Linked DNA regions of Rattus norvegicus: region 2 is linked to region 1. A link is a contact called in public Hi-C data. All regions are on one chromosome and are shown on one strand. The core of a region is the stretch at or near the end of the contact, and the rest is flanking DNA. Distances in the headings are between cores, read along the strand shown. Region 1 overlaps Arhgap26 (Rho GTPase activating protein 26). Region 2 overlaps Arhgap26 (Rho GTPase activating protein 26).

The links. A called contact is a pair of places that touch in the nucleus more often than the background predicts.
Region 2: a Hi-C map of psoas muscle shows a contact between it and region 1, with 3 times the contacts expected there. The contact joins two enhancer-like sites. A contact is called at or near these places in 2 of 12 Hi-C or Micro-C datasets (the Rat2 cell line and psoas muscle).

The regions. Positions count from the first base shown.
Region 1 is chr18:31,313,065-31,317,774 of GRCr8, reverse strand. All of the region lies in intron 12 of Arhgap26 (Rho GTPase activating protein 26), which reads right to left. It overlaps LOC134482937 (a long non-coding RNA gene), which reads left to right. Exons shown (of 2, transcript XR_010059688.1): 1 at 1-4,710. Among named protein-coding and RNA genes, the nearest start is that of Arhgap26, 230 kb to the right of the region's middle. Within about 2 kb of position 2,789, at least 27 of the 93 cell types and tissues checked have an H3K27ac peak or open chromatin away from gene starts, as enhancers often do.
Region 2 is chr18:31,399,518-31,404,227 of GRCr8, reverse strand. Arhgap26 (Rho GTPase activating protein 26) reads right to left here. Exons shown (of 23, transcript NM_001395140.1): 19 at 3,838-3,976. Among named protein-coding and RNA genes, the nearest start is that of Nr3c1, 210 kb to the left of the region's middle. Within about 2 kb of position 2,082, at least 5 of the 93 cell types and tissues checked have an H3K27ac peak or open chromatin away from gene starts, as enhancers often do.

The DNA of each region.
Region 1 (4,710 bases), core at 1,540-4,039:
GCACATGAGTCTAGCCCGAGCCTACCTGGCTCCTCTCCTCCAGGCCTCCTCCCATCTGTCCCATGGTCCTTTTGAGTATCCCTAGTACTTCATTCATTCCCTTCCTTAGGGTGTTTGTGTGTGACTGGCCCTTTGGTAGACAGACAATACTTACCTATCAACTTCTCACACGCATCCTGCTCTCTTTCTCTGAGGTCCCTGCTCAAAAGTCACTTCTTTGGAGGCTCTAGCCATCTGACCTAAGTGCCTTTCCCTGAGTCTCCGGCTCCTTCACATTTCTTGATGGGATTTGCCTCTACCTGAAAGTGTACCCTGGTCTACTGGTTTATTGTCAATCTCGTTAGAGTACAGCCTTCATATTCACACTGTATACAAATACATGTGGTAGTCTATTTGATGTGCACACTTTGTAGTTTTTTATACATCAGTTAAATTTTTTCAATTAAAAATCATGACAGCTTTACGAGGGCAGGGGATCAATTGGCCAACGCATGGCTTTATTTTCATGAATGTTTCCTGAATGAGGAAACAATTAAACTCATATATTTCCAGCCGAAAGACCAAGAACTAACAGTTAAAATGTTCTCGACACTCCAAAGACCCTTTAGGAGTACATGGCTGACTTAACACAACAGAACCTGTGCACGTGAAACTGTCAGGTACACCTGCACAGGGTGTCCGCCATCAAGGCCAGGCCTCTAGGCAGCACCTGACAATCCAAACTCCCCTCCCCTATCTGACAAACATAGCCATTACCCTGCTTTCCACAGATTCTAGGGACAAACAGAAAAACTGAGCTGGAAGAGAGACACAGTAATGAAAGGAACATAAATAGAAGGAAAAGAGAATCACTGCTTGCCTGTAATAAATCTCTCAGCTCTACCTAAATCAAGGAGGCCCTAGGATAGCTGTAAAAAGAGGCCCATCTCAACGGGAGTCAGGAGGCCCATGTGGACCATGTCAGCTGCTGTAGAACACAGCTAAGGGCTGCACATCAGTCATGGGAAAGGGTGTTTCTCAGGACAGGGATGCTGGAAGAACAAGCTCTCAGTCAAAGCTCCAGCATCATCAGCGCCATTATCTCCTGCCAGCAGATCAGGCATCCTGAGAATACCTTAGTCCACTGGCCTCAAATCCTTTTACTAAGGTGCTTTGCACTGACTTCTGACCCAATAAAAAAATCCATGAAGACAGAAGTATTTCAAACTTTCAGAGCCAAATGCCTCAGCCTGACTATCAAGACCCTTTCTCCTTCCTTTCATTTTCAAACCTACCTGCTACCTCCAAACGCCCCAGGAAATTTGCCCTTTTTTTTGTCACAATAAATTCTGAGAAAGCAAAGGTGAAGAAAGAGATGGCATTCAGACCCCAAACCCACTGCGATGGACAGACTTCATCTATCTACCTTTCTCATGTTTAAGATGAAGATTTAGGAAAACCCAATGAGGCAATGCCTGGGAAGACAGTAAGGGACTTGAGAGGTGGCCAATAATCTTAGGATAATAAGGATGCCACAGATAATAGGAACAGCAAACAGTGATGGTTAATGACAGTGTCTACCACTAGCGACCACTAGCAAAGGATTTCTCTCCCAATTTTATTTAATTCACCTGGAAAGTCAAGATGTATGTACTAAAGCCAGTTCCTCATACAAATAACAGGCCTGGAGTTTCCCAAGGTCAGACATCATTACAGCAATAGCACTGCATTATAATCTATGCAGTACTTCAGACTTAAATATCCTATCCTACCCCACAGTCTCTGCTAGCCCTTACACACACACACACACAACACACACATCACACACATCACACATACACACCACACACACACCACACACACACCACACACCACACCCCACACACACACTCCCACACACATATACCCTACACTATACCACAACACAAACACACACACACAACCCACATCATACCACACCATACCACACATACACACATACACACCACACCATACCACACCACCACACACACACCATATCACACCCACACACACACCCCATACCATACCATACAACACACACACAACACACACATCACACATACACACATCACACATACACACCACACACACACACCACACACCACACCCCCACACACACACTCCCACACACATATACCCTACACTATACCACAACACAAACAAACACACACACACACACACACACACACACACACACGGTAAGAAGTACAATCTGAAATCTTTGTTCAGTTTACTGAGTGACCATACTTGAAGAAATTACTTGAGTGACCTTGAATATGCACCTAGATAGAAGCCTCAGACATCTGTAATGAGATCAATAATACCAGCTCCCTTATATGTTCTTATCAAGTGACATAGTATGTGTCAAACACTTAGCACACTGTACTATGTGCAGTATGAACTCAATAGACATTAGGTATAATAATTAAAAGCCTGGACAATCTTTCAACCTCTGTCTCAGCTGCCACTTAACTAAGGGGTTAGAGAAGTACCCAGAGCCCAGTACAGTATATACTGCCTTGAAGCCCAAGGTGTGCTGTCAGGAGGTAGTTCTTACCAGTCTGTCAGCACAGAGCCCACATCACGAGGGAAAGGCAAACATTAGGTCATGGCAAAATTACATGCAGTCTAAAGCTCAGAATGGATTTCTGAAATGTCTCCCAGGATAAGCAAAAAGGCTTCTGACTGCCCGGGCAAGCTCAAGGGACCCCATTGCCAATACTGGCCCTTGGACAATGGTCTCAGCACACACAACAGCTGGGAACTGGAAGCATCTGAGGCTATCTCCCCCTCTCTCCAGACTCTGCCTGTAGCTAAGGCACACCAGAATTGAGACCTCACTGCTTCACTAACTATAATTCTAGCTCGGCGCAGCCACAGCAACCATGTTGCAGGCAGGATTCCTAGCAAAAGGCAAAGTGCAAAAAGCCAGTGCCTGCGCTGCCTCTTGTCTGACTCTAACTGAGCTTCAGAAGACAAAAGGGATTGCCACAGAAACCGGCCTGGGTCAGCAGGGTGAAGAAAGGCCCAGAGGGCACAGGGGAGCAGGGAGCATGGAGAAGCATCTGCCGTGGGCCATCCCTGGCATGCTGGATGGAAAGCTGGAGAGAGGGTACACTCAGCTGACGGCCTCGTGGACCTGCGCACAGGAGGCCAGGCACTGTGCCCATTAATGCTTCCACTCTTCTCAGGTTTAAAGGGGGAAATGTTCTATTTATAAGCTACCCAACAGGGGAGACCTGGCAGCTTTTGGATGGCTCTGATCCCAAAGGGATCCTTGTTACCAATGGCTGCCTCTTCCTGCCTCTCTACTGTGGGTGTTCTAACAGCAAAGGGCCAAAGGTGAGGGGAAGCAAGGGCGAGAGGGAATCCCCTTTTCCTGCCCTTTACTGTTTTCATGAGAATGGGGACCTTTGATAATGAAGGCTGACTGCTTTAGAACCCTCTTAAAAATACTGGCCATGCTAACCCACTGAGGCTTCTGCAGTGATCTTCAAGGATGAATCACTCTTCTGCCTGGCAGATCAAGGGAAGCTAAGGCACAGAGATGAAGAGAATTGAGAATCAAAGAGACAAAAGTAGGCAAGCACAGAGCAATGGTAATGTATCCCGTCTCCTCTCCTGGTCTTCAGTCTTGCCTCATAAATCAATACCAGCCTTAATAAAGCACCGCTGAGCACTCTGATTGGAGTGACAGCCTCAAGAATGAGAATGTAAACAACAGAGACAACAGGGAGTAGCTCTGCTTGCTCTGGAATCTTTGTGGGATGCAGGGTACCATGGTAAAGACCCAACCGTGAGACTTTAGAGCCATCAAAGCATGTGACCCTGGCTCATGCAGCACTGAGCACAGGTATTTGAGGAATGATTGATTATAATGGTTCTAATATGGAGATTAATGTGTTGTGTCCACATAGTGGCCAAAAATATCTGACAGATTAGAGTGGTAGTTCTCAAACTCCCCTATGCTGTGACCCTTTAGTACAGTTCCTCACGTTATGGTGAACCCCAACCATAATGTTTTGTATTGCTCTTCCATAACTGTAATTTTGCAACTGTTATGAATCACAATGTAAATATCTGTGTTTTCAATGGTCGTAGGCAACCCCTGTAAAATGGTCATTTGACCCCCAAGGGGGTCGTGACCCACAAGTTGAGGACCACCAGGTTAGATGCTAAAAATTGCTGACAGAATTCCTTCTAGTCTCCCATGTCTGGCTGCATATGGCTTCATAAAGAAACAGAGCAAAGAACCAACACACGTCAAGAGCAGCAGGAGCCGAGGACCTTAGCCACTGGCGTTCCTGCTTCTCGACTACGTCTCTTGAACTCCATTTGCTCAGTTAGAACCTAAAAGCGCAGAACTCCACTTCTGTAAGGGACGGCCATCCACACGTCATTTACCACTCCCCCGCCGAAACCCCATGCCATTCTAAATAGACTCGTTTTCAAAAGTTCACTATGTGTTAAGTGAAGAGGTAACCAACCACACTCCATGGGTAAGTCACCATTGCCTGCTCTGCGAATAAAGCTTTCCCGGCCAGCACTGCTCCACTCACCCCCATAGCACTGTGGCTTCTTTCACGGTAGTCCGACAGAGCCACTCGACACTTCCACACACTCAGAGTGTTTTCTGTCTGCCCTCCCCTGAGGAGCAAGGTCTCTGGTAAATGACAGCATTTACAAAACCATCACATTTATTGTGCTCCT
Region 2 (4,710 bases), core at 833-3,332, 87 kb before region 1:
TTCCCATGTCAGCCCTACCCCACTTCTACCATGTACTGCCTAAGCCTTCAGACTGACCCAATTCTCCACCTACATCAGGGCAGTAGAAACTTCCTGGCTCCTCAGCCTGCAGAGGTCACTGTCCTCATCAGTGCAGCTTTATGTGAGGATAAAATTCAAGCTGAAGAAGACTTCACTCATTCAAAAAATGGGTGCCCTAAGTCACGTATGGGTGGCTGGGAGTATGACGAGTCCACCCACGCTGAAGGAAAAACTCCTCCTGGAAAATGAGCTGCATGTCTATGAGCTCCATCTAGTGCTCAGGACACTTCCATGAGTCAGAGGTGAAGACGGAAAGACAGGGCCAGACCTATGAACTCTCAATGTGACTTTCAAAAGGAGGCCAATGATGATGACATAAGGCCACAGGCACTGGTACGGATTTACCCCTAAGAGAGAGAAACTGGATCTCAATGTCTGTGGACCAAGACCCTGAAAGAGAGGTGATGATCTACTGAAAATAACTGGAACCTCAGAGGATGGTTTCTGAATCTTCCTACCAAGTACCTCACCTGCAGACAGCAGAAGGGCTGCCCAACTGTTATCAAACTGCAGGTACTATGAAGGAGAAATGGGAGTGTAACAGAGCTCTAAAGAGATCAGAGAGACAGACAGACAGAGGAGGAGATGAGCTTCCCTATGCAGGACTTGCCCAGTGTTTAACAAAGGTGAGGTATGCATGCATGTGCACATACTGTATGTTTATGTTCACCTAGCGTGAGCCTTCAAACAGTACAGGCTCTGTGACAGACAGGGGTCACAACAAACATATGTCAGACGAACAGTGAGTGTCCACTGTCAACATCTGAGCTCAACTCTAGCCACGTGCACAAATTAAGAGGGAAGCCTAGAGTGGGTCAAAATTGAGAGGGAGCCAGGTCTGTGAACTTGACATTTTCTGCAGGTGGTCCACAAGTAATTCTGAGATGGAATGAAGAGGAATACTTTTAACTTAGTAGCTAGGAACTTGTCTTACCATATAGTACAGGAAAATGTAATATGTACATCAAAATTCATGTTTTCAGGCAGGTCAAAAACCAGAGTTGAGGCTGTGCAAATAAGTGAGTTGCTTTAAGATCAATTTAAAATGTGTTAAACAAGCAGTACGCACTAATACTCTGGGTGTGGCCCAAACAGTAAGAGGAGATTGGTATAAATGATTGAAATTTGGGAGGAACTGAGCTAGGTTTGTGACGAGATAATTTGAAGGATGTGATTCTAAGGAAATATACAAACTGCTCTCACGGATGGCCTGTATACTCCTTACCTGTGCTTTTGCTCCACAGGTTGCTTTGACAAAGCATTCTGCCTTTGTCAATAAAGTGAACAAAAAGGAGGGTGAAGTGTACAAAAACTTTATAGTTTTTGGTGACAGTGACTAGAAAACACAATTACATCAAAACTTCCCATCTCCTGGCCCATACCTCCTTTCACCGTCTACTCTGAAGTCCCTGCTTAGCTTCCCACAGCAGCCTGTCACCATTCCATTTCTCAGAAGAAAATAAGTGCCCAAATGCTTTATTTTTACTATAAAATATGCATAGTTTTATATTCACATACGCCAGCCAAACAATGCACACACAGACATAGATACAAATATATACATGCACACGCAGTTTCCTACTGAAATGCCTTTCAGAGAAGCTAGACCTTCTACTAGTATCCAAGCAGCTGGAGATCGCAACCCTAGTTCCTGTCACTGGGAGGAAGCTCTATTGCTTCATTGTCTACACCAGCACACAGCAGCCCGTTCTATGGCTTAGACAGGCCTACTTTCACACGTCCTTAACTTTGACTTCTGCCTCCTGAGATAAACACTAATCTCAGTCAAAGATCTAATTGATTTTCACCTCATCTCCCTCTCCTGCCCTCAATGCTGTAAAGTGTGCTTCAGGACCGGGTCCAAGGCTGCTGCCACTCTAGGCTGACCACAGCCCAGCACTACCTGAAGCCTGGGGAAATGACCGACACAGCCTGCCTTGTCCCCGGCTGCACTGCATACTGCTTAGCAGGAAACCTCAGTTGACCGGGCACTCCTGGAAACCTGAGAAGCACATTACCCTGTAGCCTGATGCCTTATTCCCTCAGCAGATGGGGATGAGGTCAGTCCTGTTCCAAGTGTTCCCTAGTACACGCAGAGGAGCCCAAGTTCTCAGCAGACTATGGAGAGAATGCTGCCCCCCACCCACACCCCCACCAGATGTTCAAGAACATGGGCTACGCTTAGGAACTGATACAAAGGAAATGACCTGAGCAGACAGGAACAAATTTAAATGTAAGAATGATAACAGTAACTTTACTTATGAAAGCAAAGTATTCAATACAATCCAAACGGTGCTAACTCCTAAGGTGTGGCCTTACTATGGGAAATCAAAACATCTTTAAGTGCAATGAGGTTTCAAGGGCAGAAAACGTTTGTTTTTATGAATTATGGTAAGAAAGAGGCCTTTACTTTTCAATATAAAAGTATACAAACCTTGAGAGAGAAAACAACACGATACAATGCAGATATGAGCCCTTTCCTTCCTAAGGTAAGAGGGTAGCTGTCCTCTCTGTGCCTCTGCTCACAGAGGTCAGTCTTCATAGTCATAGGAGTCATCGTCACCATTCAAGTGTCCCCTGATGACCCATCCTGCTGCTGGCACACCAGACACGTGTTAATTTTCATAGTAGCCCTAAGCCGTCCAGCAGAGCTCAAGGCCTCAATTCTTACACTGCATACATCTCTGCTTACAGAACAGGCCCAGTCCCTGATCTCTGCAACAAGCTGAGACTTGGGGAAACCACGATCCCTAACCAGCCAGAATATGAGACTGAGGCTTACTAAAAGTCATCCATACTCATCCATGGGGGCAGCCTTCCCACTGGGGCAATCTGGAGCTTTCTGACAGGACATGATACACACTTCCCTGTGAACATCACTGTTGGAAGCACTCAAGCTGAGCTCCTTACAGACCAGGCCTTTTTCTCATGTCCCGAGACCATGAAGGCATCATGTAAATGTCAGTTGAGTGTTGGGACTGGCCTTGTCTTGTGTCAGGTGCTGTAATGACTAATTTTGTTAATCCTCAGGTCTGCCCTCTAGGGTGAGCACTATTATTCCTCCTACAAATAAACTGAGGAGGAAGGAGGCAAAAGCTCTCTCCTGTGGTAAAGCTGGTAGGAAAGCCAATACTGGCTGACCTCCAATAGATCGTGAGACCTTCCCTCCAGTGATGGATTAACTGCTTCTTCTTTGTTTTGAGGCTGGTTTGTGCTGTGTAGCTGTGGCTAGCATGGTTCATTTTATGTGGATGAGGCTAGCTTGAGACTTAAAGAAATCCTCCCCTGTTGCTTCTGCCTCCCAACTGCTAGGACACACGTTTCTTGTCACAAAAATTGAAATATGACTGTACTCTTCTTCTTGAATCACAGAGGAAGTAATTCTTTAATTCGGTAATTAATTCTAAGAATTTTAAGGTGTCAACACAGAGAAGAGTAAGAGTAAGCAGAAGGCCCTGCTTCCCATGGCACGTGCTGTGGACATATGACCCCCAGTAGTAATTCCACAGCAAGTTAGGGGAGTAGGGCCTCAGGCAGGCCCACAGTCAAGGCCCTGCTATGCAACAGGGAGAGCAGGATCAGGTTCTTGCCCAGACACCTGTTTCAGCAATTGAACCAAGCAGGACACAAGGAGCCAGAGTCTTCAGGACACAAAGGCCAGCAGCACACAGTAAGGCTAATGATGTCCACAGCAATCCATAGAGGCAACAGGGATGTCTCCACATACCACTCTGTCCATGGGCATCAGACACTCACGTTTTTCTGTGGACGGCACAGCATGGAAGAGTGTCAGGGGCCTCTCACTGCAGGATGGGGGCTTGGAGTCGCTGCTTTTCTTCCGGGACAGGTGTAGCTGGGCGTTGGTGAGGGGCACATCAGGCACCGTGTTGAATATCTGCACATCAGGGTGACAAGAAATTACACAGTTCTGTGAGCTAGGAAGAAAGCTAAGGCCTGCATCATTTTGACCAGGGGCTCAGTGGTGACTTAGAACAGGGAGGAAAAGCTGGGAAAGACCTCCAGCATTTGTAGGTCTTCATGGAGACGCTTCTAGGAACCATGTAGAATCAGGCACTTTCTCCGGGACCCGATCCTAAAATTCAAGTCTCCTTTTAATCCCTTCAGATATACAGAAGGGACTGGAAAGAAATCGAGATAATCTGAACCACTGTCTGCTAAGAGTGAAGGTGTTTTACTGCCTTTGTTCAGAACCAATTAATCCAAATGTCTTTCCTTTCTTCACTGGGTCTTGTTCCCAGTTATTTACAACTGCTTCACAATTTTATTTCGGGCCATAAAACATATTTGAATTATGTTCCCAAACTGACACAGAACAGGAAGACTTTTCCTCCTCACCAACTCTCCTCAGTGAGAAAAGCCTATTACTTCACCAGCTCTGTGTTAACTGTGAAGGTGAACTTTATCTTATTTCAAAGGATGGAGATGGGTGACTGATACACACACACACACACACGCACGCACGCACATACACACACATACACACGCACACACACATATACACACATACACACGCACACACACATATACACACATACACACGCACACACACATATACACATAGACACATATACACACACATACACACACATACACACACATACACACACA